Linked DNA regions of Zea mays: all the other regions are linked to region 1. The links are chromatin contacts, called in public Hi-C maps. All regions are on one chromosome and are shown on one strand. The core of a region is the stretch at or near the end of the contact, and the rest is flanking DNA. Distances in the headings are between cores, read along the strand shown.

Region 1 (6,572 bases), core at 2,669-5,168:
AAATGATGCTTGCATTGTTTAATATTTTTAGTTTATAAGCTATGGATTTTATGTGGTTGTAATCTTTGGACTTTACGTGGTTCAAATATATGGGCTAAACTTGGGCTGACACGGCCTAATGAAGGCACAACGTGCTTTAGGGCTGGAATGGATTACCGTTTCTAGTCTTAGACTGGTATGACACGATCCAAAAGTTTTTTTGGACCTTTTCGATTCAAACCCATTTAACCTGAAATACGATAGGCTCGAGCCAGGCCGGACCGGCCCTGTCCAATTTCTAGCAATTGTAGGGACAGTCTCGTCACACCAATTTCTAGCAATTGTAGGGACAGTCTCGTCACACGTGAACAGCAGGCTCCAAAGTGCAAAGTTACAACAACCCCACGTTGTGGTGGTGCTACCTTTTGGCTTGGCTAAAATTAATTGAAGACATCCAAACAGTCTACATAATAGTTCAACTATTATTTATTAGCTATTAGCTATTTATTAGCTAGCTAATTCCATTATTAATTTTTTTAGACAACTAACTGTTAGTTCTATTGCATTCAAACAACTCTTTATTTCTATCACTCTTTTACCCTGCAAGTTACAAATCATGAGGACAACAGTAACAGCGTAAAGAAACCCGCATATTCACCGCACACTACTACACCAGTACTAATAAACTCCCAGATGCAATGCGCCACTTGCCCAAATGGCCGTAAACTACAACGCCCCCGCGCGCGCAGCACTGGCGACGCTGGAATCAACCAAACGAAGCAACGCAAGCTTTCCTGAAAACACACAAAAAAAGGCGCTCAAGGACCAAAGCTACGTGAGACGGCGAGAGGATAAGATCGTGCCCCCTTGGACGGCAGATGACATTATCCATCCAGGCCGCGAATCCCCGGAGTATATTGTTTGTTATATTCGGTTTCTGTGATTTCTCTCTCTCTCTCCAGCGATCCTTTTCCAGCTTTCCTTGCTCTGAGAACAAGCTCCAGCTGTTCACGCCTTAAACAATGCATCCTGCAATAAACAATGGCCGTTGTGTAACCCCCAATCAGCAGGCGCAAGACGCCCTGAGGAAAACGCATCGATCAGATGCATGATTGGACAGCCTTGCACCATGCAAGTGGACACCTGTACTCGTAAACCATGCAAGTGGACACCCTACTGCAGGTCGACGATGCGATCGCGCAGACCATCGACGCCGACGTGCCGACGCCGTTTGTCGCGAATCCGTCGGGCAATCTCCTCCTCCTCCGAAAGTTGTGTGCGTCTAGTCTGGTTTATCGCTCCCGTCTGCTTGTATTTTGTGAAAAAAAAACCAACCACTCATTATACAAATAATGTGTTGGGTTTATTGTGCACAATATGATTTTTTACATCTGACAATATTAATAATATGTATAGATGGTAATGTTTGATATTAATAATAAATGACGTATGTCCTAATTATAAATTAAGCTGTGACGAGGACTCTGTCGGTAATTTATCCCCGCAGAAAATGGGGATGAGAAATAAATATTCCCCACAAGCATTTATGAAGAAATTCTTTTGTCGCAGAGGACGGGGATAGGGACATGTTCCTCCGACGAGGAATCCTCCATTGTCATCCGTAGACATGAGGAGCAAATGATTCATTTTTTTTTGTAATGGTCAGATGCCCTAATTTTTAGTTTTCCCTGTATTCATCCTTTGCTCAACGTTTTTCCCTATGTATGCTAACGATGAAGATCCTAAACAGCATACTAGCATTGTAGTGCCAAAGTTGGCCGGGTTAGGTATGTTGAGAACTACGTTACCACGGATCACCAGATCCGCTCTCTTCCCTCCCGTTAGCAGTATAGGCGTAAGAAGCTGTAGATTACTCGTCTCCCTTCCATAAGCACGAGAAAAGAAATACACGGGACACGAGATATAGGGTTGGATCTCTGACCTATTTCTCTTTTCTATACCATATTAGAGTGGTACAGGTTTTATATATATAGAGACGTGATAGCTCTAGGATCATATTCGATATTTGACCACATAACCTTTCATTAGGGTTTCTCAACAAATTAAACCTGGCGGCGTGCACGGAAGCGCGCGGCCCGCCCCACGGCCCACGCGCATGTGCGCAGCCGCGCATGCTGGTTAGAAATTTGATGGTTTGTTTTAGCAATAAGGCCTCACAGAACTCAAGCGTGCGCGTGACGTGTGGATGAAGTGACGACCCGCTCACCCCCGGCATCGGCGGTATCGATGCGCACGGGCATTGATCGGCACACGTGGCTGTGGCATTTGCAAGAGAGGGGGATGGGGTTAGTAAACTAACTAAGGACTTGTTCCGGTTTACCCCAATCCATATGGATCGAGAGGGTTAATAGGGTTTCAATTTCTAGCAAGTCAAAATCTCTCACAATCCGTATCAATACACTCTAATCCATATGGATTGAAAATAACCAAACAAGCTCTAACTAAGCTTTATGGAACGAGCACGCAATTCTCGAGGCAGCCGATCGGCTGTGCTTCCTTTCATTTCATTTGCTTGGTGGGCGCCACCGGCGGCCTACGCATGTACGTAGTACTCCGACTCCGTGCATCCTCTCGCTCCGGCAGTTGACTATACTGCTTGAAAAATCAACTTGGGAGCCAATTTGGGCAGCCCACTCAGCTAACCAACCTTTTTCGAACAGGTCAACAAGTAACCGACCATCTATCTAAGATTTAAAACAACAGCGGACCCGTGCAAGTGGATCAAACCAGGTCAGGAAGCAAACACATCGATCTGGTCAGCGTTTGGTTTGGCGTGCAGGTGGAACCTGAGCGATTTGACCTACGTGCGCCGGGTTATGTTTTATTAGAGTAACCACGTCCACGTCGTCTCGGAACCAACTCGTGGCTGGCTGAACACCAACACACGTGTGCCGTGCGCCCCTGCCTATTAGCACCGTGTTCTGGATAGAGATGGAGTACACGCGTCCCTCCCCAGCTCGTCCTCCCCTCTGTCCTGATCTCCCTCCCAAATCTCAAGTCAACTCCCCAACGGCTTTCGCTTCTCTGCTGGCCTGGCCTGCAGATCTGCAGCACAGACCACCGATCCGTCCGAGATCGCGACGATGCTGCTGCTGGGTGCTGGTGCTCCTCTCTCCACACCCAAAAGTAGGGCGTCCTCTTTACTCCTCGCGTACGTACACGCGCCGGCTCCAACTCCAATCAACCCCCATCCCTACCTCGCGACGCAGCATATGCGGCGGTGGTGGATCACAGCGAGGCGCCAGCCACCGGTCCGGACCACAGCGCAGGACGCCGCTCGCTGGTCGCTGCTCCCTTAACACCAACACGAGGACGCGGCGCCACCTCTCTCTCCACTCCGCCATTTAACGCTGTCTCTGAGACTGGAGGAAGGAAGGAACCGTGGCCTCGGATCCTGCGGGCCCCCCCCCTCCCCCAGTGCGAATGCGAAAGCCGGAAGGCGACAGGCCCGCTACCACGCTGGTCCCGCCGCGTCACGTGGACGCCCGTCACGCGGCCTCTCCCGGCGCGACAAGTGCCGGCCATCTTCTGGGCGCGACACGCGGCGCTCCGCCGCTGGCCCGCGCGTCGCGACACCGCGAGGGAGGCCGCAAAAAGGTAGTAGAGGGCTAGAGGCGAGGGGGCCCCCCTCCGTTTCCCCGCACTCACAAACTGCACTAATGGCTCCGCGTCTTTCGCTGCTAGTCGCTAGTGTAGGACGGACACCCCGGCTCGCTCACCCCATACGCCGACGCTGACACCAGGCCAGGCCACTACCACTCCACAAGTGGCTGAGTCGTAACTTGAGGCAACCGCCCCCCGCCCACTTCCGTCACGGCGCGGCGCGGCGCGGCGCGGCGCCAAGCAACCTTATCCACATCTCCCCTCGCCTCCGCTATAAAGCCCGCGCGCCTCCGCCCGTTGCCAGACGCGAACCACTTCACAGAAGAAGTGCTTTACCCTCACCCGCCCCACGCGCGGTAGTTCGTTCGACACAGTCACAGTCACAGACCAGTCGTTTCTCCCTTCTCTCCCCCCGGGCCCGGAGAGGAGAGGATGGCCGGCCGGAGCAGCCTCTCCATGGTCGCGTCGCACCGGCTGTTCACGCCGGTCAACCCTGTGGGCGGCGCCGACCACGGCGTGGAGCTCGACGAGGCCGACGTCATCTGGGGCGGCGGCGGCGGATACCCGGCGTCGTCCTCACCGTCGTCGTCGCCGTTCCTGTCCTCCGCGGTCGACCCGTACGCGCGGTCGCCGCCGGTTGCCGCGCCGTCCAAGCAGAAGCCGCGTGGCGTGGGGGCCGGCGCTCCGGGGCCGGCGTCGGTGCCCGTCAACATCCCGGACTGGTCCAAGATCCTGGGCGCCGAGTACGCCGGGAGCGGGTGGGCGGCGCACGACGACCGCGCGGACGACGACGCGGCGGCCTTCGGCGGCGCCGGGGGCCGGCGCTGGGTGCCGCCCCACGAGGTGCTGCAGGGGCGGGAGCGCGCGGCGGCGTCCTTCTCCGTGCGCGAGGGCGCCGGGCGCACGCTCAAGGGCCGCGACCTCCGCCGCGTCCGCAACGCCATCTGGGAGAAGACCGGCTTCCAGGACTGACCGACCGCTACTGTCAGCGCCAGCCTTGCGCGGCCGGCAATGCCCGCCTACCGTGGCCTGGCCTCGTTTGATGATCCCGTTCTCGCCTTGAGGAGGAGGAAGTGAGGAGCTTTTGCTTGATTAGTGGCCTTTTAATCCATTTGGATTAGGTCGATGGTTCTTTTTTTTCTCTCTCTCTTTTTATTATGTTTTGGTTCTTGTCGCTCTAGTCGTGATCGATGAGGGGAGAGTAGAGATTAAAAGCCTCTGTTTTTGGCATTTTTCCCCCGGAGAGGCTCGGTCGATGTACTTCCCACCACTAAGATTAATTCATCTTGATTACTAGTATCAATGATTTCAGCATTATTCTACTGCAAGTACTGCAATTATCCTGCCAATCCAGTACTCCTCTTCTTTCGTTAAGAAAAAATGTAACCGGCCGGAACCCATTTCGATCCAAGGTACTTATTTGAGTCATATTTTAATACTAGTAAGCAATACACTCTGGCACTGTAGCTGCCCTACTGTTTCAGTAGTCTAATCATGATATTGTTAGTTTGTTGGTGGTGCAATTAGGTTAATTTTTTTTTGAGGGAAACAGGAGTGGAGGGTCCCTACTCGATTTATTTAATTTTTTCCAGAGTTGCAAAGCATGAAAAGAGATTGTGACAGTCTGCTCCGGACAGATTTCGTGTGCGGGGCGGAAAGAAAGAAAAATAATAATAATACAGCATCTCAGCAAGAAATAGAAGGGGGCGGAGAAAGGCATGGGCCCCATCGCTGATTGGAGAGGAGGGCGGTGAAATGTCGACACTTCGCATTAATATAGTTGGTTAGCACATACTAGTACAAGTAGGAGTAGTTAATTGCAAAGTGAGAAACCGAGAATATGCCGGTTCCCATTTGCCCCCACACGAGAAATAATGCTACGCCAACACGCACCATGCACAACGCGACACTCCCTGAGCTAGTCCGAAAGAGCATGACTTGGTGTGGGTTGCCTTGGGATGGTTAGGAGGTTGATCAACCAAACTGCTTAGCGGTTTGATTATTGGTTGGCACTTGACATGTTGGTTTTTAGCTGCATTTTTTTTAATAATTTTGAGGTTCAAAATTGTTTGGTACGCATTTTTGGCGGGCATTTCTTTTTTTTCACGTTATCGTTAAGCGTAGAAGCCTCCTATTCCGTGCATTACTAGTCACATGCACGTGCATTGCTACGTTTATATATATATATATGATAAATTTTATTTTAATAAAATATAAAATATATATTTTCTATTGATTAGGTAGGTGTGGATATAGAACCAACCATCAATGTTCAAACACTAACTTATATATAATTTCACCTTATTTTTTACATACTCTCCTATTATAGTAGTAGAGAAAGATTATAGGAGTGCATGTTTTTTCTAAAGAAATGTAGGTTTTTTACGAAATAATATTGACGCGGGACGAAATGTAGGATTCAACATGATATAAAGAAATGTAGGATTCAACATGATATAAAGAAATGTAGATTTTTTTCTAAAGAAATGTAGAATTCAACATGATATAAAATAATATTGACGCGAGACGACCGTTGAAAACTGGTGCTTTAATATAGTAGAGATTTATCTTATCTAGACATATATACTCCCTCTGTCTATGATTAAATCAACTTCTAAAAAATTAGGACAAATAAGTGTTATAGATAATCGGAGTTTCTAATCGAAGAATATACTACTACATCAATCCAAACCCATCTGTTTGCCCTAAGGTAGTGTTTGGGTCTGGAGTGAGAGGCGGAACGGAGCGGCTCCGTTCTGCCTTGAGCAATATTTGATTGAGAGACACTCATAACAGTAACAGAGCGACTCTAAAAAGAAGACTATTCTCCTAATATGTTGAATCCCACTATTCCAAAAAAAAAGCTATCCAACATTTTTCGCTCGCGAAACGGAACAAAGAACCATTCTATCATGTTGAATCCCACCGTTTCAAAAATAAACTATCTAACATTTTCGCTCGTGAAACAG
Region 2 (6,572 bases), core at 1,609-4,108, 230 kb after region 1:
TTGTTACGTGTCACCCATCGTACCTAAGTTTGAGGCATGACACGACATGCACGAACGACTATTAGGTCGTGCCTGAACGACCTATTTTTCTTGTGTCGGACCATACCTTAGACTTTTTGCACCGGTGCCCTCTCCCTAATCCCCCTATCTTGCATGTCGGCTACAGTCACCGGCTGCCAAACGGCGCAGCGACCACCCCTTCACAGCCTCCTACACAGCGGCAACAGTCTCTCTCCCCCGCAGTCGTTGTGAACGCTAAACATTGTCCCCGTCTCATCTTTTGTGCCCATGAGTTATTGTTAGTAGAGAAAAATGATAATGAATAATAAGTAGGTATAAGAAACAATATTTTATGATTATAGTGGGCTATAGGGGGGAGAATTTAGAAGGAACCACCGCGGGAGATGAAAAGATAGGGATAGAATCTTGGCGACATGGTGCAAAAGTTAGATATAGAGAGAAATTTAAGGAGAATTGTTGTGGACAGTCTTGGAGCAACTTTAATAGTTCTAGAAACAACATCGTAAATCTTAAACTTAAGAATTGAACGAAAAATGTTTTCCAATAGTTTTCTAAATATATTTGCTAAATTTGGTTATTTGCTATCAAGCCTATTTACTCTCCAAGTTTAGTAAACAAATAGGAACTCCATAAACACAATTGGCGTCGATTTCTTCACACGCGTGCTCATTTTTTCTCTTTCCCGTGCAGCGAGATAGCCATGTTCCACATGTCATACTGATCGGCCTTGTTCTCCGACCTCACATCCTATACAACTTGTTAAACACAAGTTTAGGAAGCTTTTTTTTACAAAAAATTATTGGAGTTGCTTTTAGACTCTTTATTTTCAAAACGAGTTTTCCAAATAGCTCGGTCCAAACTTACGTGTAGTCTCAACTACTCCCTCTGATATCCAATTAGTTGTCATTTTGAACAAGTTTTGAATCAAATTAATAAAATTTTAATTACAAATAACTGTTTTATTATTTAGTTTTGAAACCTAATGTTTATACGTACAGATTTATCTTAAAATTATTTCTATAAAAATATAAATGTATTAAAAGTTTGTTTATATTGAATAAAAAAATTAGTTAAAAATATATTGTATAGACCATATCACTGTCTCAATGACAACTAACAGACACCGGAGTGAGTACCTGAGTAGTCAGTAGTATCAGCGAGAACAAAAGGCAAGCCTCCTTTGACTCATGAACAGTCTCCGGACCCACCTTACGCTGACGTCACCCGACAACCGAGGCCCGTCCAAGCGCACGTGGCCCCACGGCGGCAGCCGACAGCGACCCTTAATTCACGGGCGCGCGGTATTCCCCACCCACCCACGCCTCCCCGTCCCGCTGCTTTCCGCGGCGCTGTGTTTGCTTGCGTGCTGATGTGGCGCGGCCGCATCGGCCGATCGGCGGCGCGCGGTGCGTCTGCTCTTCGCCGCTGCGGATCACGGGGGGTGTCTGTCATCCGGAAGAGAAATACTCTGGTTCGCGGTCCTGGGTCCCTCGGTCGGACCGGGACGTGGAGGTGGGGCTGGAGCTGGACGTGGTCCGGGCGTGTCGTGTCCGGCTCCGGCCAGGACCACGTACGTACGATACGACGTCGCTGTAGCGTTCTCTGCAAGGACGCTTTCCTGTCGCGCGGCAGTGACGGTTGTTTTTTCATGTGTGCGCTGCTCTGGTAGCCGCCTGTCAGATACTCCAGTATATACAGAGGACACATACATCATGTACAATTATTTATTTACTTATTTATATGGTGCAAACGTACAATCAAATTATTCCAAGCATTTTCTTTAGACCTAATGATTTTCAGAAGATGCTTTTAAAATAAAAACATATACTAAAATAAACATTATTTAACGTTATCTGTTGGAGGCCTTCGTATTCCGAAGGTTCTTAAAAACATGATTAACAATGTTTTCCAAGTGTGATATATTTATAGGAACCTTCGGACTCGTAATGAAGATGTACACAATATGTAAAGCATGGTCGGGACGAATATTGAACCGGTTCCGAAGCTACGCGCAAGGAAGCTTCGGCTCAGCAGCAAAAAAAAAAAGGAACCGACTTAAAGAGGAAAATGCTATCTAGTCCTCGATAGATTGTCCTTAAGTCAATAGTAAACATAAAGGGCATGAATGTAATTTTACACAGCCTGCGCCCTGTGTCTATAAATAGATGTTCACGCTGACTTGTATTCATTCGTGTGTCACGCTTGGACTTTTACCTTCTGTCAAGCCGAAAGTACAGATGTAATTCAATATTTTTTATGTTCATTCATGATGATATAGTAAAGATATATTAACAATATCATATGGATTAATGTTATTTCTCATGTTTCATATGCTTCTTATTTCATTAATATATGCTACGATGATGAATGTACGTCCTTCATGACCTTCGTCTGAAGATCATTATATCTTACAGAGGATAATGCTTCGAAGGACGAAGAATTTTAACCATTAATATTTTATGTTGCCTTATTTTTAACTTATAGTATTTGAGAACAACTCACCAACATTATCAATTACCTATTACATTATAAATATGTGAACTAAACTGTACATAAGGGGTTATTTGTTTTGCGGACTCACAGTCACTTACCTGCTAAGCAAAATATCTTAGCCCCAGACGATCAAAATCGGACGCCTGTCTGGGAGCGCTGTCTCTGTCTGGGGAGAGACAGCTCTGGCGCGGAGCAAACCAAGCCGACCCTGACAAGTTACCAGGACACCCTATCATTGTATTCCTACGGTCTAGTACGTCCGACATACGAACACTACTGTCCACCGTACCACTGTTAACCGATCCACGCACTATTGCATCCGGCCAAGCCTTTTTGACTGTACAACCGGAACGGAGGCTCTGACACAGCACAGCGCGCACACAGTGCCCCGTTCTCCAACACCACGCCGCTCTACGTGTAGGAAAGGAAAGGAAAGGAATTAAAGGAACGGAACGGAACGGAGCTGAGCGTCTGCTTGCGTACGTATAGCGTAGCGACGATGCGTATCCTAGTCGTTTTCGTGTCCAGTTGGCGTCATTTATGCTGCCGTCCCCGTCACTGTCCCGCTACGCGACGCGACGCGGGGCCCGCCGGACCGGATCCCCCGGACGACCGTCCGTTTCGCTCTCCGTCGTTTGCCGCCGATGCCGGCGTTTCCAGTTTTGGCCCGCGTCGTTCGCTGCGGCGTCGTCGCGGTGCGTCGCATGACTGTCATGTGCGAGGGAATGGAATGGAAGAGACAAGGCGACATCATCCGCTGTTTCGGAGGTTGGTACTTGGATGGTCACGTACGTGTGTTGTGTTGGGTCATGATTTGGTGAGGTCAGTTTTTAGTAAGAGTTTCATGTCGAATAATTGATAGACATAAGCGTTTTTTAAAATAATGTTGATGATACGTAATGTTTTTAAGTTAAAAAAAAGAGTTTTACATGGATCAAAACTCTTTTTGGCACGATTACCGACATGAAATTAAATATTTATTTATAAAATTATAGTAAGAGTTTTACCTTAAATCTCTGCTTTATACCAACTACCATATATTCTATTATTTATTTCACCTCACTCTTACCGGCCTCCCACCGCGATTGCCTCCAGCCTCGCATCCGGTCCCACACTCCCACCTCTAGGCTTCCAGTAGCACGGAAGGGGGACGCCGCAAATAAAGTTTTCGTGGTCTCTCTCAACTTCACGGTATATATTGGATATGAGAGCATATCCTATAGGCAAACAAGTCATGTGTTCTCATACGCAAAATACATTCAACCCATCCGTCCAGTACCTAACAGTGCTGTGTTCTATTTTTAATGAACAGCACCAACGTGGAGAGCATAGGAGGACTTATTTGTAAAATGTCATAACACCGTTGGATATAAAACGGATCGACTGGATGCATTTTGCGCACGAGAACACCTGCCTTCTTTGCCTATCCATATTTGATAGAGTAAGCCGCTGCAGGAAATTTTTACTGCATATGTATGACTCGATCTGTGTAGCGTCTCATTTAAGGTTCGCCGGTGCAGATAGCCTTAGTCTCATTTAAGGAGTAGTAGCCTGGGAGGACTTGGGGAGTAGTACAAGAAGAAATCAGTGGCAGGGTTTCAAAGATTGCCTCGGGATCGGCAGTTTTGACCGCAAAGCATGCATGCATATGCACGCAGCAAGCGAGACGAGGTGGGCAGGCAAGGCACCGACGAATGATATTAAAAATCCTATCCTATTTACTCCAGCAATTTCTTCGGTGCGCAGCCAATGCGTGACGTCGCCCGGAGCTAGCGGTGCGGAGCTGACCCAACCTGGGGGGAAGGGGGGCATCGCGCGCCCTCGGAACTGCCGTCCGGAACTCGTATGCCTCCCGAGCCTGCACGGCTAGGGCTGGAAAATTAGCTCGAGGCTCGCGAGCCGGCTCGAGCTCGGAGCGGCTCGCGAGCCTCGAACGAGCTGAGCCGAGCCTCTTCTTCGAGCTCGTTTTTGCAGCGAGCCGAGCCGAGCTGGCTCGTTCCAGCTCGTGAGCCTTGCAAAAATGGTCAATTTATGGAATAATAATGAATATTAGATAATTTTATGGATAATAGCTTATTTTTTAGTATTTGATGATGAATATATTACAAGTTATCATTTAATTTACTCATAATGTAGAATGATGATTCTATATTTCAAATTTATATAATGTTAATTCACCAAATAATGCAACGAAAAGTACCAAAATATGGCTCGCGAGCCGAGCCGAGCCGGCTCGCGAGCCAAGGTCGAGCCGAGCCGAGCCTCTTTCACCAGCTCGTGGAATGGACGAGCCGAGCCGAGCTCGTTCAGGCACCGAGCCGAGCCGAGCTCGGCTCGGCTCGTTTCCAGCCCTAGAGCTAGCACGGCTATCCCAGCCCAGGCTTCCCGCCGAGACCAAGGTTAATGATCCACTTGACGGCCACTGCCGATCAGGCCGTCACAAATACTGGTATGGTATGATCCTGGGACACCGCTGGTCGATATCGCAGGCTGTCCTGGGCTCCTGGCGTCGCGTCACACCGTCCTCGATCGCTATCGCCTATCCCCCCGATCCTCACGTGAAGCGGGCCGGCGGCAACACGCCCGTGCAGCGTGCATCGCGCGACCGACCCAGGTGCCGTTCCCGCCGGCAGCGCGCGCCTAGGGATCCGTTCAGGTCAACGGCAGAGTAGCGATCCTGTGTCTGTATGCGCATGCCATGGCACACAACCCATGTCGACCATGATCCATCCCGCCCGCACACACTTGTACTCCATTGGCCGAGGCATCCGTTACCGTCACCGACCCCCTTGGCGCCCCTTCTCTGTTGCTTCCTCTCTCGCGTCGAGCCCAGAGCCCAGGGCCCAGGCTACACAGTACTATAGTGTGCTCCAAAAGGCGCGGCCGCGCGCGCCGGCCAAAGCTGCGGCGGCGGTTCGGACGTCACGGTTGGCGGCCACAGCCTGGATGAAGGCACTACGCACCGTAGACCGCACGGCGACGCAGCTGCGTGACAAGCTACATCCTACTACGTGCCCAGGCAGCCAGACCCAGGCTACAGAAGCTGGTGCCAAGCATTAGCAAAACACAGTGGCCATGATCGCGATGACGCAGCAGCGACGATGTCACACACACACACACACACCACCGTTTTTATCGCGCTGTCCTCTTCCGGCCAAGACGAACCAAGGCTGCTGGCATGCATGCCAGGGCTTCTGCTCCTCGATCCTTCATGTGCAAGGGATCTGACTTCTGACCAATAACAATGACATAGACAGGTATTAGCTAGTGACTAGCTGAACTATAAGATAAAACCTTAGGCTGTCTCCAGCAATGTCCTCTAAATTTTATCCCCTAAAAGAATATTCTCCGTCCTTTACAACACACTCCAAAAAATTTCATCCTCTATATCTTCTCCTTCTCCAGCAGTATACTCTAAATTATGTTCTCTATATGAACAGTGATACCATATTTTGTATTCTATATTTTTCTGTATTCGACACAAAGAAACATATTATTTGCAGGTCTCGAAAATAAAATACGCTACATATTGCATTCTTGATTATGTAGCCTAAATTACTCATACTTATTTTTACCAACTCATTAACCAAGCTTTGTAGTTTACATTTTTCCGTATGGGACATGGAAAATGATCGTTCGAATGTCCCTACACAGGAATGGCGATTGGCGGCTGGACGAAGGGCCGATGGAGTTGGTCGTTGGTGCCTGGCTGTGCTCGCGATATCCTCCGCCGCCGGCTTCGTGTCAAATACCGACGAGCTAGATCTGCGACGGAGGGCCAATGGAGTTGGTCGGGGACAAGCTAGATCTGCGACGGAGCACCCGATGTACACCTAACCCTCCCTCCTTGCGACTGCCGATTCCCCATCCCTGCAAGTCTACGACCTTGGCCAGCTTCCACGTATTAGAGTATGTATGCTGTGACAGATTGTAAACGTGTACACCAAAGATAGAAGAGGCAAGGAGATATGGTAGCTAGCGCTGTAAAAGGAAAAGAGATAATCTGTTACTATCTTTACCTCCTTAATTATCTCCTGGCCGTTGTCTAGGTGCTACAC
Region 3 (6,572 bases), core at 1,181-3,680, 200 kb before region 1:
ATGGACTAATACTTCATTCTGTAGAAACCTCTCTATAAATCTAATGGCATAGTAGCAACAAGACAAAAAATAGTGTACCTAAAATGTTGAATTGTAATGTGTTCGTTCATGCTGTAGGGTGGTCTGATAGGGGCATATGGCTACTTTGTGGGATCGAAAAGTTTGATGCCTCAAGAGGATTTAAGATTTCCACCTATGTGTATTGGTGCATTCATCAGGTTAGGGCAGATTATCTTGTCTTGCAGTAGTTTGGACCTGATAAGATCATAGCTGAATTGAGCCTTCAGTGCATTTGCTTGTAACCGGGGGGTTTCAAAAGCATTGGCTGATAACTCGAAATCGTTTAGGCTCCCTACATAGGATTTTAATTTAAATCCCTTAATTGCCATTGCTTTGTTATTCCCCTCGCATCTCGTCTGGTCTCTGAGACGTTTGGAAATACCGGTAAAGGCAACTAGCTGCATCTCGGGTGTTTCTTAGCTAGATCGAGAGGCATCTAACCGTGCTAACGAGTAGACAAAGTGGGCTAATTGGCCAGTGACTGAAATGAAGTGGTTGAATTGCAGATCACTAGCTTCTGCCTATTTAGCATCATGTGACCTTCCTAAGAAACTATGCTCAGGTTGTTATTAGCCAAGCTTTGTAGGTGCAAATATCTTGCCTTTTTCAATTTGATCATATGCTACTAAGATTTAGTGCATTGGTTTAAGATAAATATTTTTCTTGAATTATTGGAATGATTTTCAGTACTATTAAACTACACATGTTTCTTATCACCTAGATATTATGTATTCTATGATCTTCCCAAAAAACTATGCTCGAATTGTTACTGGCCAAGCTTTATGGGTGCAAATATCCTGCCTTTTTTAGTTTGATCTCATGTTACTAGGATTCAGTGCAGTAGTTTAAGATAGATATTTTTTCTAATTCGTTGGAATGATTTTTTAGTACTATTAAACTACACGTGTTTCTTATCACCTGGCTATTCTGTATTCCATGACCATCCCAAGAAACTATGTTCAAATTGTTACTAGCCAAGCTTTCTGGGTGCAAATATCTTGCTCAGTTTGATCTCATGTTACTAGGATTCAGTGCAAATGTTATTTTTCTCTCGCCATCATTTTGTTTCGCCGTTGTAATGGTAGAGTAGAAGTGTGGTTTTGCTAATTGCTGAGTTGGCCTTTTCTTTTCAGCTTCCATACGAAGACATGACACCTTTTCAGGCAACAGTTGTCGTTGTTCAAAAGGTATCGTAGTTTAACACACAAGTCATTATGGTTTGTCACAAAAAAGAACAGTGGCACATCTTGTTGATATCATACTACTTTAATTTTGCTGAAAAGAAAAGGTTCCAAATAAAAGACGAATGTTGAGTTTTAATTCATTTGTATCTTTTTCGGTGTCATCAAGATCGACTGGATCTATATGGGATTGACTCTGCTCGTGCTGAAGGAGAAAGAGCGTGCTTGGCTTGCGGGAGACCATGTTTCGGTTCATATTTTTTTCATGGGTCATGTTACCTGTCATGTCAGATTATACAACTTCTGATATTTCTGTCTTTGCGAGACAACTACCAAAATAGTTTTACATCATGACTACTCTCAGATGTATTCATGCATTAATATTTTTCTGAATATTTTGTGTGACGTTGCAACGTACGGGCACATACCTAGTAGATATATAACTGAGAAAGTAGTATGTGATTGGCACTAGGGATGAAAACAGACGAAAACGGACGAAAAAACCTGTCTCCCGTTTCCGTATCCGCATTTTATCATCGGAAACGGGATCGGATCCGGAATAGTCGGGAACGAAAACGGAAGCGGGATAAACGGAATTGCGAAAACGAACAGAAACGGAAATACTAACGGAAACTAATAATTTAATACAAATAGAAATGTTATTGATGTTTGACTAGTGATTGATTGACAGAACAATAACATAAAACAAATAAATATAGAGAGGCAACATTCTATTGTTGTTTGGTTGCTAAATGTGTACATTTAGCTACATTCGATGTTGTTTAAGACTTTAGATCACTTGTCATTTGAAAAGAGCCGGTGGTTACAATGACCAATTTGCTATAATTTGTCACCTAAACACACGATGATATAGTTTATATACTAATGCATATTAGGCTCGTCCTATATTTGTCAAATACGGAATAAATAAAGGTTCAATCTGGTAAAACGGGATCAAAAAAACCGACGGAATAAGCTCTCTCGTTTCCGTCCCGTTTCTATATTTTTCCGTAAATACGGAAACGGTCGGATCAAATATAGAAAATGGTACGAATCGTGACGAGATTTTTTCGTTCTGTTTTCAACCCTAATGGGCACAGCCACCGGAGACACAGGTCCGCATTGTCTCGTGTCTACAGATGCGAAGATGAATATTATAACGTCAACTTTCCATACTCGTTCGACTACGACCTGCTTCCATTGACATATGGGTCCTGCAGTGTTAAAGTCCCACTGATCAGCCAAACCAGCATTCCCCTCAAAGCCGTCGTCCTTATCCCCAATCCACACCGTCGGCGGCCCATCCAACCCGTCCCCATCTGATCTCCCCGTCGGCGGCGGCCCCCACCGCTTCCTTCCCCTCGCCGTCGCGATACTGAGCAGACACTAGCAGAAGTAGGTGCTCCGTAACCCGCCCCCCAACACCAAAGTGGCACTCATCACGCCCACGCGAGGTGGTCGACGAAGAGCCGCAGAGGAGGGGGAGGTGCTGGGTGGGATCCGGCGGACCGCTCATGTCGAGCGGCGCGGACGGATCGGATCCCTGCACGGGCCTTGACCCGGGGACGATCCCAGAGCTGCCGGCCCATGAACCTCCTGTGCTGCAGGCTCCGTCGCCGGCGCCGCAGCAGGAGGTGGTGGTGGCATCGCAGACCGAGGCGCCGTTGCCAGCTGTCACCATCGTGATCTCGCGGCCAGGCGAGGATGTTCAGATGCCCGATGCAAAGGGTGGCTCCCCGGCATGCTCCCCGCAGGCCGGTGACGGCAAGCCTATGGCCACCTCGGTTTCGTTGACCGCTTCGGCGGCCGCGAAGGAAGCCGGGCTGGCAAGGTCCGACTCCGACAGCTTGGACGACTACGAGCAATGCAGGTATCCAGTCGGTGTGGGTTTTCCTGTGCAAGCTCAGGCCATTTTAGTGAACTGCGAGTTGGGACGGGGACGAGGGTGTGTTCTGTTTTGGAGCGTTCCGATTTTGTATGGGGACCTCGTTACGTTTAGCAGTTGCGCGTTTTATCCATCCATGGATTACCTGCGATGGCTTCGGGCGATGCTCATGCAGTGAAGTGACTGTAGCTGTATGAACGAACTTCCTTTTATGATGTAGTGATTCATTTCTTGGAGTCGCCCTAGCACATGGATCATGTCAACTGAACTGATTACCCTAGCTGCCTTTTTCTGTCTGTCATTACACCAATGGATTTTTTGCCTGCAGTTGGGTGAGTGTTGTTTATCACATATAACATGCGAGCAACAAGTTTGTGAACATGTTCATTGTCAGTTTGTCTGCATCTTCTTTAGTATTGACTTTGTCAGTGTTTGTGGTATGTGCTTATTTACAGCCCATATGTTAGTGTAGTTAGGCTTTCATGAAGTGCAAATAGGACTACAAAGTGGTAATTATGATATATTAGGGTCTCCAAGGTATTTAGGCGGTCATGAGAAGGTAGGTTATGTTTCCAATGCAGTTGGGTTGACCTTGAATGTAGAAGCAAAGGATATTCGGAATGGTTTGAACTTACAGCAACTTCGTGCTCAAGTTTGCTGATAGTAAGATCTTTTATGTGTAGAATTATTATAAATAGGACTTCATATATTCGACAATTCGATGAATATATATGATATTTACTTCTTGGCTATGAAAGGCTAACTGGCAGCTAGGAGGCTGCGGGTGAAAACAATATGAGGAAGCATGGTGGAAATTGATAATCAACTTCCAACTGAGCTTTTCTTGTACCACAAATGTGCTGTGAGCCGCACCATTGCTTTTCCATGTATTGATGTTCTTGCGTTGATCTTTTGATTTACTGGATGCAAGTAATAACACATCCAATCTGTTTTCTCATGGCTCTTTGACATTTCTAAATATAGAAGGGAGCATTGTGTTACTTATGATCTACTAATCAGAACAATTATCTTTAGAAGCTGAATTTTCCCAATACAGTACCTGGAATTAAATATTGGTCTTTTGTTTTACAGGAGCAACACTTGTACTCTTAATAAGCCCAGGTTCCAGTTAAGGTACCTGTGGACCAAGTGGCTGTCCTTGTTTTGGAAGGAACAATGTAGAATGCATTGGCCTTGATGGTACCGATTTAAGTTATTAAGGGCCTGCTTGTTTGGGATTATAATCTGGCCAGCTTATATAATCTCACTTATTTTAAACTAACACTTAGTTCAAAATAAGTGAGATTATATAATCTGGGCAGATTATAATCCCAAACAAACAATCCCTAAATCCACCATTTCCTTAACATAAATACATTTTTTACTGTTAGACATCGCAATGTCATCCCAAAATTAGGTCCAGTCTTGTAAAACACATGTCTAGAAGCCCTTTAGTACATACTGCCTGCCATTTTATTTACCTTCAAATTTTTATATATTTCTGAATCTTGCCACTTGTTACGTTATTTTTTCTGGAGGATGAATACATTTTTCACTTCTGCAGAGTTTGTCAACAGAAGACAGAAGAACCTCTGGTCGACCTTGGATGCAGATGTCGTGGTGATCTTGCAAAAGCACATCGCACATGCATTGATTTTTGGTTTCGTACTAGAGGTTCAAACAAGTGTGAGATATGCCAGTAAGTATTCTACATAGAAGGTTCTTGACTGTTGCTTCAAATGACTTTGCCACCATAATGATTTTCCTTACTATACAGGCAGGTTGCTGTCAATATCGCCCCTCCAGAAACGCAATCAAGTGTATGTTTACTATTTTGCACTTTATATATTTCGATCTATATTGGATCATTTGGAGAATGTATGTGTCCTAATGCATATGTATATCCATTTCATTTATTCTCTAACTAATAAACTGGTCTATGTTTATGTCTAACCAAGTTAAACTACCTATTGTCAGTTGTATCTATTTGTAGTTTTGAGAACACCTCATTAAATATAACAACTTTAATTGGCTTTGTTTTGGAAGACTTCTTTTTCACAATTACATAAATGAAGGCCATCCTGAAATTTGAGGAGGCACAATATTGATAAAAGTACAAGTCAATTTCCATTTTCTATTATGAAATTTACTTGTTTTCATTCAACAGACAAGTTATTGGGTTTGGAGGGTTGATTCGACTTATGGAAGGGGACGAGGAGGACGAGAAAGGGTATTTTTATCACTGGATATGATAAATAAGAAACAAATGCAGTAACCTGACTCTTTATCTGCAAAAATGATTAATGATCATGTAATCATGTGCAATTTTTCTTTTTGTTGAGCCTGTATTTTTTATTCTGCTTCATATTTTATTTTGTTTCTCTTTTTGTGTGTAGGGATGGTTTAGCCCACTTTGGGTTGCATTTGCAATTCTGATTGGTGGTCTCTTATTGGATGTGCTGATATCTGTTTCTCTCGGTGTTTCCGCACTTCCTGTCAATATAATAATTGGTATGGAACAATGTTTTTCTTCTACCATATTCTAATATCCTTACAGTTCTGTTTTTCAACCTTTTGTTAAATTAAAAAAGTTATTGAGGAACACAAAGCATGAATTACTTAGTTTTACATAACCTTACGGTTTGTTTGTTCTCTGGCAATAGACGACTGACTACTCTCCTCTTTCATAACAAAAATGTCCAACCTAACATTATTAGATTGACAAATAGGAGTTTGGAACTACACTTTTCGTGTAAAAGCAAAATTAGTCACTGGATGTAATTAAGTTTCATGTGATGTTCTTGCCAATACTGTTACGCAGTGTCATTTCATTCTACGTTATCATCATGTTCACAAATGACAGACTTAGTAATTGTATTTTGTGATTGCGACGGTCCTCGTCTTGAAGTATTGGGCTTAGTCTTAGGATCACACGAAATCTCCCAGTTTTCAGGGTGAGACAAACAACTCAAAACTTATGAATTCTTGGACGATTTGAAGTAATTAATGCACTAGAATAACGGGTTCATGAAATAGTCATTCCTACCTCCCTCTGTCCAAATTATAAATTGGAACTGAGAGTAGTTTTCTTTGAGATTGAATGGGGGGAGTGATTAACTGATCATCGAACTCATATTGACAGTTAGAAATTTTGTCAGAATATGCCATCAGGAACAGGAAGGGTAATGTCTCTGAAATGTGTCCCATTAGGTTTATTAGCAATCAATATGTTTGTTACGTTTCATACTTTGGTTCCTATTACTACTTCATTGATTCACTTGAAAGATACTTTGCATAGTGAATGTTGTTCATTGAATAAACTGACCAACGTAATGTTTGCAGGTGTTCTTATAGTTCTCGGATTGGGCACCGCCCTTCATCTAGCTCTTGAGTGCTGTCACGAATGGGGCTCAAGGAGGAACGTGGCCAATATTCCGAGGCTGGAG
Region 4 (6,572 bases), core at 1,143-3,642, 180 kb before region 1:
GACCGCGTCCGGATGCGCCCCCGCCGCCTCCTCCTGCTTCAGATGTTTAGGTTCGAGTGCCCTTTTGGTGTTTGACGCCAAAGGGGGAGAGATATGAGTTGTGAGAGCTAGGGGGAGTTAGAGAGTTAGTAGAGAGTCATTTTGATGTAATATATGTGCTTGCTACTCTCTGTACTAGCTTGATGTTTTTGGCTCACAAACTCGAAATATACTCTTGTTGCTTATGATTGACTGTGTGTATTATGTTTTCACCTTATATTTTATCACCAGTCTTCTAGTTCTTGTTTCATTGATTTAACTTCACTTTTATATGAGCAAGAATCTTATGATGTGTATGCGCTCACTCTTATTATTATGGTACACGTTCTTTCTGTCAAAAATTACTGAGTATAACTAACCATTCTTTCTATTGACAGAAACTTCAAAACAAACTACTCTCACAAAACTTGTAGGGTTGTCATCAATCACCAAAAAGGGGGAGATTGAAAGCATCTAGGCCCCTGATTGGTTTTAGTGATTAATGACAACGTAATATTATATGTGACTAACGTGTGTTTTGCAGAGACAAATGGTAAGTTAGGTCGCATGACAGGTAGAAGTACTACAACGGTGAAAACAATCCCGGAGATAAGAACTCGAAGCGACGGCTAAAACGACGAAACAAAAGGTAAAGGTCTACGGAGTCCGAGTGTCAAGGAGATGTGGACACTCGCGATTTAGTTAGGTCTTTTATTCTCTTTTAGCCATACTATAAAGAGGGGTTGTCGATGAGTAGTTTGACCAAGAGAGTTCTAGTGTAGTGTTGGTGCACAATCACACTCATATACAGTGCTAGGTGTCACTCTAGAACTCACTCACAAGTTAGAACGAAAACCGATTTGAAAATCAGCTGAAAAACAAGAGTTAGTGTTTCTGGCCCTGGGGCACCGGGCTGTCCGGTGTGCACCGGATTGTCCGGTGCACCCTCTGCCAGGTGGGGCCAGGCTGGTCCGGGGCAGAGGCTCTCCCTCCGCAGAAACCCGAGAGCGCAGGTTTGAGAGTTGAATTTTAGTGGCGCACCGGACACCACTTGCATTAGGCTTTTCTTGGTCAAGCGAAAGTCTACGGCTTGTTACTCTTGGTGATCGGCATCACCTAGACGGCTTGGTGGCGTTGGGAGCTCGGTGATCACCGTGAAGATCTTGTTGGTGACCCGACTCAAGTTTGTAAGTGGTCTCGAGGGATCCACCGCGCCGGAGTGGCAAAGGATCATCTCGTAGTGAGCACTTGGTTCTTGCAAGGACCAAGGGGGAGCGATACCCTTGCGCGGGTGCTCCAACGAGGACTAGTGGAGAGTGCCGACTCTTCGATACCTCGGGAAAAATTAGAGGAGTCTTCTAAACCTTGCTTTACATTCCGCACTTAATTCAAGCACTTTACATTGTGTATTTGTTTAGCAAGTATTTGAAGTATTGTCTTAGCATTGTTGCATTTCTAGTATTATATTCTTAGTGCTAGTTGTTGGGGTGAAGTTGGGCTCTTGCTTAGCTCTTGCTTAGTCTTTAATTAGTGTTGATTTTTAGAAAAGCCCAATTCACCCCCTCCTCTTGGGCATCGTGATCCTTTCACTAGACCATTGAGACAGACTTCTAGTGGGCCTTTTTGTTTGATTGGGCCGGGTCAATGGCCGATAAATCGGGTCAATGGTCGACTAATCGGGTCCCGACTGATTAATCGGGTTGACCGATTACTTAGCTGATTACGTATTAATCATATCATATGTCTATCGATAGCGATTAATTGTCAATTAATAATGATTTTTAGGACAAACCATAAATTTGACAATTCACTTTTGATTCTTGACAATCCTACAAGCAAGCCTTGATTTGCACCAATATGTTAAAAAACAGAGTAACATGGCCCTTATAGAAAATGGCGACATATGACAATAGCTCAAACCAAATGACGACTTATTGCAATTGCTCAAACTGTATTTTTTCCTTTCCATTTTGAGAGAGAAGTAACGCATAAGAACCTTTTGTTTTTTTATTAAGGAAACCAGGTTATATTTTATTTGTACGTGAAATGAGATACTCCCTCAGTTTTAATTTGGAACAAAGAGGATATATTGCATTCATTATAAAGACATTCTGAGTAACTAGCAAAATGCCGTGTGTTGCTACAGTTCCCATTTATAAATATAGAGTATAAAACAAAAAGACATATACGTTATATTGGCTAGATGAGTGTGAATATGGTATTAGAACCAACAACCATAATTTAAATCTCATTTATACATAATTTTAGCTTTTTAACATTTAAATGTGGAGTACATAAAGATAATTATATCAAGGCCATTGTATGCATTTAAGCATATGAGAAGCTGGACCACCTCTATAGTTATGTTTGAGAACAAGGAGATAGAAGGAATTAGATGGGCTAAGATCTCCTTGATATTCATTTTTAAATGGTAAGAAGATTTTAGCTCATTCAATCCGCTTTAATCCCTTTGCTCCAAAATAAGCACTAGGAGATCTCAATTCCACTTCAGCCTAGCCCACAAACCCACACAATGGCCCATGAGCGTCATTCTCGGAGCCTACGGAGTACCAACCACGTCACCGAAACTGTAGACGAGGAGGACAAGGGTCAAGGGAAAGAAAGCCAACCGCCCCAATCTCGCGTCCCGCCGGCGGCCACCACCACCACCGCCATGATCAGCATCCTCGCGCAGGTAACGCACCTTAGGCCCTCTAACCACTCGAGAAGTCGACGGGGTCATGATTGTTGTGTCTGATTCGGTTCGTTTTCTCGTGGCTTGGTCTCCGGATCTGCGCGCAGGAGCGCCTCCTCGGGTTCGCCCTGGGCTCCGTCTCTATGGGAGGTTTCGTCCTCCACCAGCGCCGCGCCATCTACCGCTCAATCGCTGAAGCCGATGGGTCGTCCTACTTCTACCAGGTAAGCATCTGGTTGCTTCCTCCGAACCTTTAGCCCAGCAGCTGTCTGCTTTCTGAAGTGTGGCGATTCATGGCTTAATTTTCCGTAGGAACAGTTAGGCTCACTAGCTTGACAATAGATAAACTATACAGCAGGTTCCGTAGGAACAGTCAAGTTACAGATTGTTAACTTGAAGAATTCTCGATGTTAGTGCAACAAAAACAGTCCTTCACGAAGGCTGACATTCAAAACCAACAGATAATTAAAAAAAAACTCCCTCTTTTCATTTTGTACAGTATTTTGATCGGAAATTTTGAACTTCCCAAGTTTTGACCATCAATTAATCAAACTATATGCATTTTTACTTTTTTAGTGTAAAAAGTTACATCACTAGTTTTTTTTTTGTTTCACATAGTACTTTAAAAAACTCGACCTGTGGGGGTAAGACCGCCCCTATGACATTATATTTGAATCAGGGCCGTTCCTGACTTTTCAGGGGCCCAGTGCGAAATCCGATATTGAGGCCCATCCACATATATATATATATATATATATATATATATATATATATATATATATATATATATATATATAATCAAATATTTGACATATAAAAATTATTATGCACTATTTTGAAGTTTACAAGATAACAAAGGTAAAATATAGCAAAAAAACATTTGTTATCTGATATTATTATTAAAAACATATTTTAACATTCTGTGATACAAAGTCATCTCTTATATCATTGAGATCAATCTCATCCAACAACTTTTTTTCGATATATAAAATCACCAAGCCATTTAACATCTCTTGAGTTATTGTTGATAAAAAATAGTTTACAAAAATATTTTAATTTTAAAAAGCTTCTCTCTGCCAAAGCAACCATCATATGTATAGTTTATAATACTCTCCCAGTCTCCCTATATCAAAATAGAATTTGTTTTGCTTCTTTAGTGGATTCATCATCATCAATATAAACATAAAAATCAAGAACTAAAACAAATACTATTTTGAAACGGATGGAGTATTCGATAAGTAATTGAGACAGTTTAAGAATATGAGCAAGACTAGTCGATAACTCAATAACGCATCACTCTTTACGTATTTGTGTCTATAATAGATAGGTTTAATAGGAAAAAATGCTACCGTACGGTGGCTAGGGGGCCCTCTATTTTTGGGGGCCCGGTGCGGCCGCACCCTTGCACCCCCCACAGGGACGGCCCTGATTTGAATGCACTAGAGCTAATAGGTAGTTGACTAAAACATTGCTAATGGAATTAGCTAGCTAACTATTAGCTAATTTGCTAAAAGTAGCTAATAGCTGAATTAGTAGCTAGATTGTTTGGGTGCCTTCAACTAATTTTAGCATCTAACTATTAGGTCTAGTAACCTAGGCTGGGCTTTATACCTATGCTTTGGCGGACAGACGAGGAGATTTTTTTAACCACAACCTGAAAATTTCATTTCACGGGAAGTCAAACCCAGGACCTGAGATGAGGAGATTTTTTTAACCACAACCTGAAAATTTCATTTCACGGGAAGTCGATCCCAGGACCTGAGACGAGGAGATTTTTTTTAACCACAACCTGAAAATTCCTTTTCACGGGAAGTCGAACCCAGGACCTGAGCAGTGTTACTCAGACCACCTAACCAACTCGGCTGTTGTTTGTAGAATTGACGATATACTATAAGTTTTGTGAAATCAAAATAGGCCTTACAAAAATCAATTGAGGTAGGTTAACATAAGCTAAGTTCATGGACTTGGGAAGAAAGGATTACTAAAATGTGGACAGCTTGTTCCCTCCTTAGTTTGGCTGTATTTTTTCCTGAATTAAGTGCTTCCTAGATTGATGTTTAGGGACTAGAATTTAGTCTGGTGCTCTTTCTGATCCAGTTTATAAGGCAAAGTCTAACATGGTTTTTTTTTCTTCAAATTACACTCTGGTCATTCATTTATTTTATATTATATATTTTTATTATCATAAACTTGTAATGATTAGATAGTACATTGGATTACAAATCTAACCATATCAAGTTTATATAATAATAGTTAAAAACTGTTAGTTAAAGATTGTGAAGTTTGAATCATGATATGGGTGTACACCTTATAAACTGGACCCGAGGGAGTAACTGGTAATAATGGCACTAAAAATTTAATATTACAAGAAACCTCCAAATTAGAAAATATCAAATTCTGCTTCAGAAATCTTGGATCTTGTGAGATTAATATCTGTATGTTCCCAAACCAGTGACATCACAAGATACAAAGAACAACACCTCAACAAAGTCATGGGAATCCAAAAACTACTGCTTGAACACTGCTATGACTTATGCATTTTCTCTTATCAGGTTTAGACACATCCCATTTATTAAAGGGTTATCTAATTTTTTTTCTAATGAGGAAGCATGGCAAGTTATTCAAATTCAAACTTATATGATACCTCTTTTGAAGAAATGTTACAGCTTTTTTTTTTCAACCTTTGTGTACAACTTTTATCCCATCAGTTTTCCTGCATATCAACATAAAACTTGGTAGCAAAGTAGGTGAGCAAATAATCTGTAAATATTACTCCTGTGGCAGTAAGCATGTTCTGTAGGAAAATTGATTTCATGTGGTCCTAGAACATGTGTATTTAAATTGTCTTTCAAGTGGAAGTCATAGCTAGGAACGGTATCAGAATCTCAAGCTGGATAGTGGTAAGCCTATTAGCATGGATGTGATATGTTTTTGTATGGGGACATATAACTACATAAGGACAGTAAGTAGTATTGTTCTCTTTCATAATCCCATCAGTCTAGGCAACAAATCGTAGCTGTTATGTTCCAAAATTGTACTCATCTTTCCAAATTGCATGTGCCAGCTTTCTTTCTTATGATGAATCTGTCGTCAGTGTCATAATCTTTCCTGTTGCACAGCCTGGTGAAATTGCCGGTCGTAGAAGTTCAACTGAACTGGCTCATGTATGGAACAAGGCGGTGGACGAGACTCTTGGGAAACTTGTTGTGTACCTTAGCTCTCGTGGATGGTGATCCAAGCACCATGTCGAACATGGCAACTGAGGAGGCACGGGTGGAGGAAGACTCTTTTTTGAAGCCACTGATGTGCTCATATTTCTCTGTATCCGGATTGAGCATGTTTTGTTTTAAAAGAAAAGATGCTCCCAGTGACCGATTTATCTCGAACTGAGCTGATTCTACTGCATGTTTCCCTTAACTGGTGCATGTTACTTCGAGGTCAATGTTCTGGCCCCTGTGAAAGGCAGGATTCGTCTAACTATTTTGCATATATCTATTGAAAATAAAGCCTTCGTCCAAAAAGATTGCAAGTATAGGTTGCGTGCAGATCAAACCAGTTTAACTGATGGAGGTTATAGTATTAACATTTATATCTTTGATTGAATTTTGTATGAAAATATATTTCATAACTAATTTAATAACATTTGTTTTGTATCGTAAATGTTAGCACATTTTTATATAATTTTAGTTAGATTTTAACTTGTTTGACTTTTTGAAAAACCAGAATTGTCTTCCATCTCTGACTTAGGTTTCAGATTGTCGTTGATTATACCTGAATTTATAATCTCAATCGCCAATTCAGTTTTTCTCACTGCTCCAGCCTCCAGTGTAATACCGTTGTAAGTTGAATAAGTTATTAA

What was found. Hi-C and Micro-C count contacts between places; a contact is called where the count stands out from the background.
Region 2: a contact with region 1 is called in a Hi-C map of bundle sheath, with 2.4 times the contacts expected there. The contact joins the enhancer-like site here to the promoter of LOC100277341 in region 1. A contact is called at or near these places in 4 of 25 Hi-C or Micro-C datasets (bundle sheath, ear, endosperm and 1 more).
Region 3: a Hi-C map of leaf shows a contact between it and region 1, with 3 times the contacts expected there. The contact joins the promoter of LOC103626156 here to the promoter of LOC100277341 in region 1. A contact is called at or near these places in 3 of 25 Hi-C or Micro-C datasets (ear, leaf and tassel).
Region 4: a Hi-C map of bundle sheath shows a contact between it and region 1, with 1.5 times the contacts expected there. The contact joins the promoter of LOC100276355 here to the promoter of LOC100277341 in region 1. A contact is called at or near these places in 4 of 25 Hi-C or Micro-C datasets (bundle sheath, ear, leaf and 1 more).

The regions. Positions count from the first base shown.
Region 1 is chr5:28,839,106-28,845,677 of Zm-B73-REFERENCE-NAM-5.0, forward strand. LOC100277341 (senescence regulator) reads left to right here and starts at 3,919. Exons shown (of 1, transcript NM_001150935.2): 1 at 3,919-4,654. The coding sequence starts at 4,036. The coding sequence ends at 4,575.
Region 2 is chr5:29,072,468-29,079,039 of Zm-B73-REFERENCE-NAM-5.0, forward strand. No RefSeq gene overlaps it. Among protein-coding and RNA genes, the nearest start is that of LOC111589414, 3.9 kb to the right of the region's middle. Within about 2 kb of position 2,859, at least 18 of the 20 cell types and tissues checked have an H3K27ac peak or open chromatin away from gene starts, as enhancers often do. A contact at or near this core is called in bundle sheath, ear, endosperm and 1 more, where this site is marked.
Region 3 is chr5:28,636,759-28,643,330 of Zm-B73-REFERENCE-NAM-5.0, forward strand. LOC103626156 (E3 ubiquitin-protein ligase MARCHF9) reads left to right here and starts at 2,431. Exons shown (of 6, transcript XM_008646545.4): 1 at 2,431-3,111; 2 at 4,691-4,825; 3 at 4,904-4,946; 4 at 5,294-5,356; 5 at 5,523-5,637; 6 at 6,469-6,572. The coding sequence starts at 2,756. LOC103626155 reads left to right here. Exons shown (of 7, transcript XR_552741.3): 5 at 118-218; 6 at 1,194-1,247; 7 at 1,411-1,598.
Region 4 is chr5:28,660,551-28,667,122 of Zm-B73-REFERENCE-NAM-5.0, forward strand. It overlaps LOC100276355, which reads left to right and starts at 2,393. Exons shown (of 3, transcript XM_008646543.3): 1 at 2,393-2,713; 2 at 2,821-2,937; 3 at 5,833-6,245. The coding sequence starts at 2,552. The coding sequence ends at 5,946.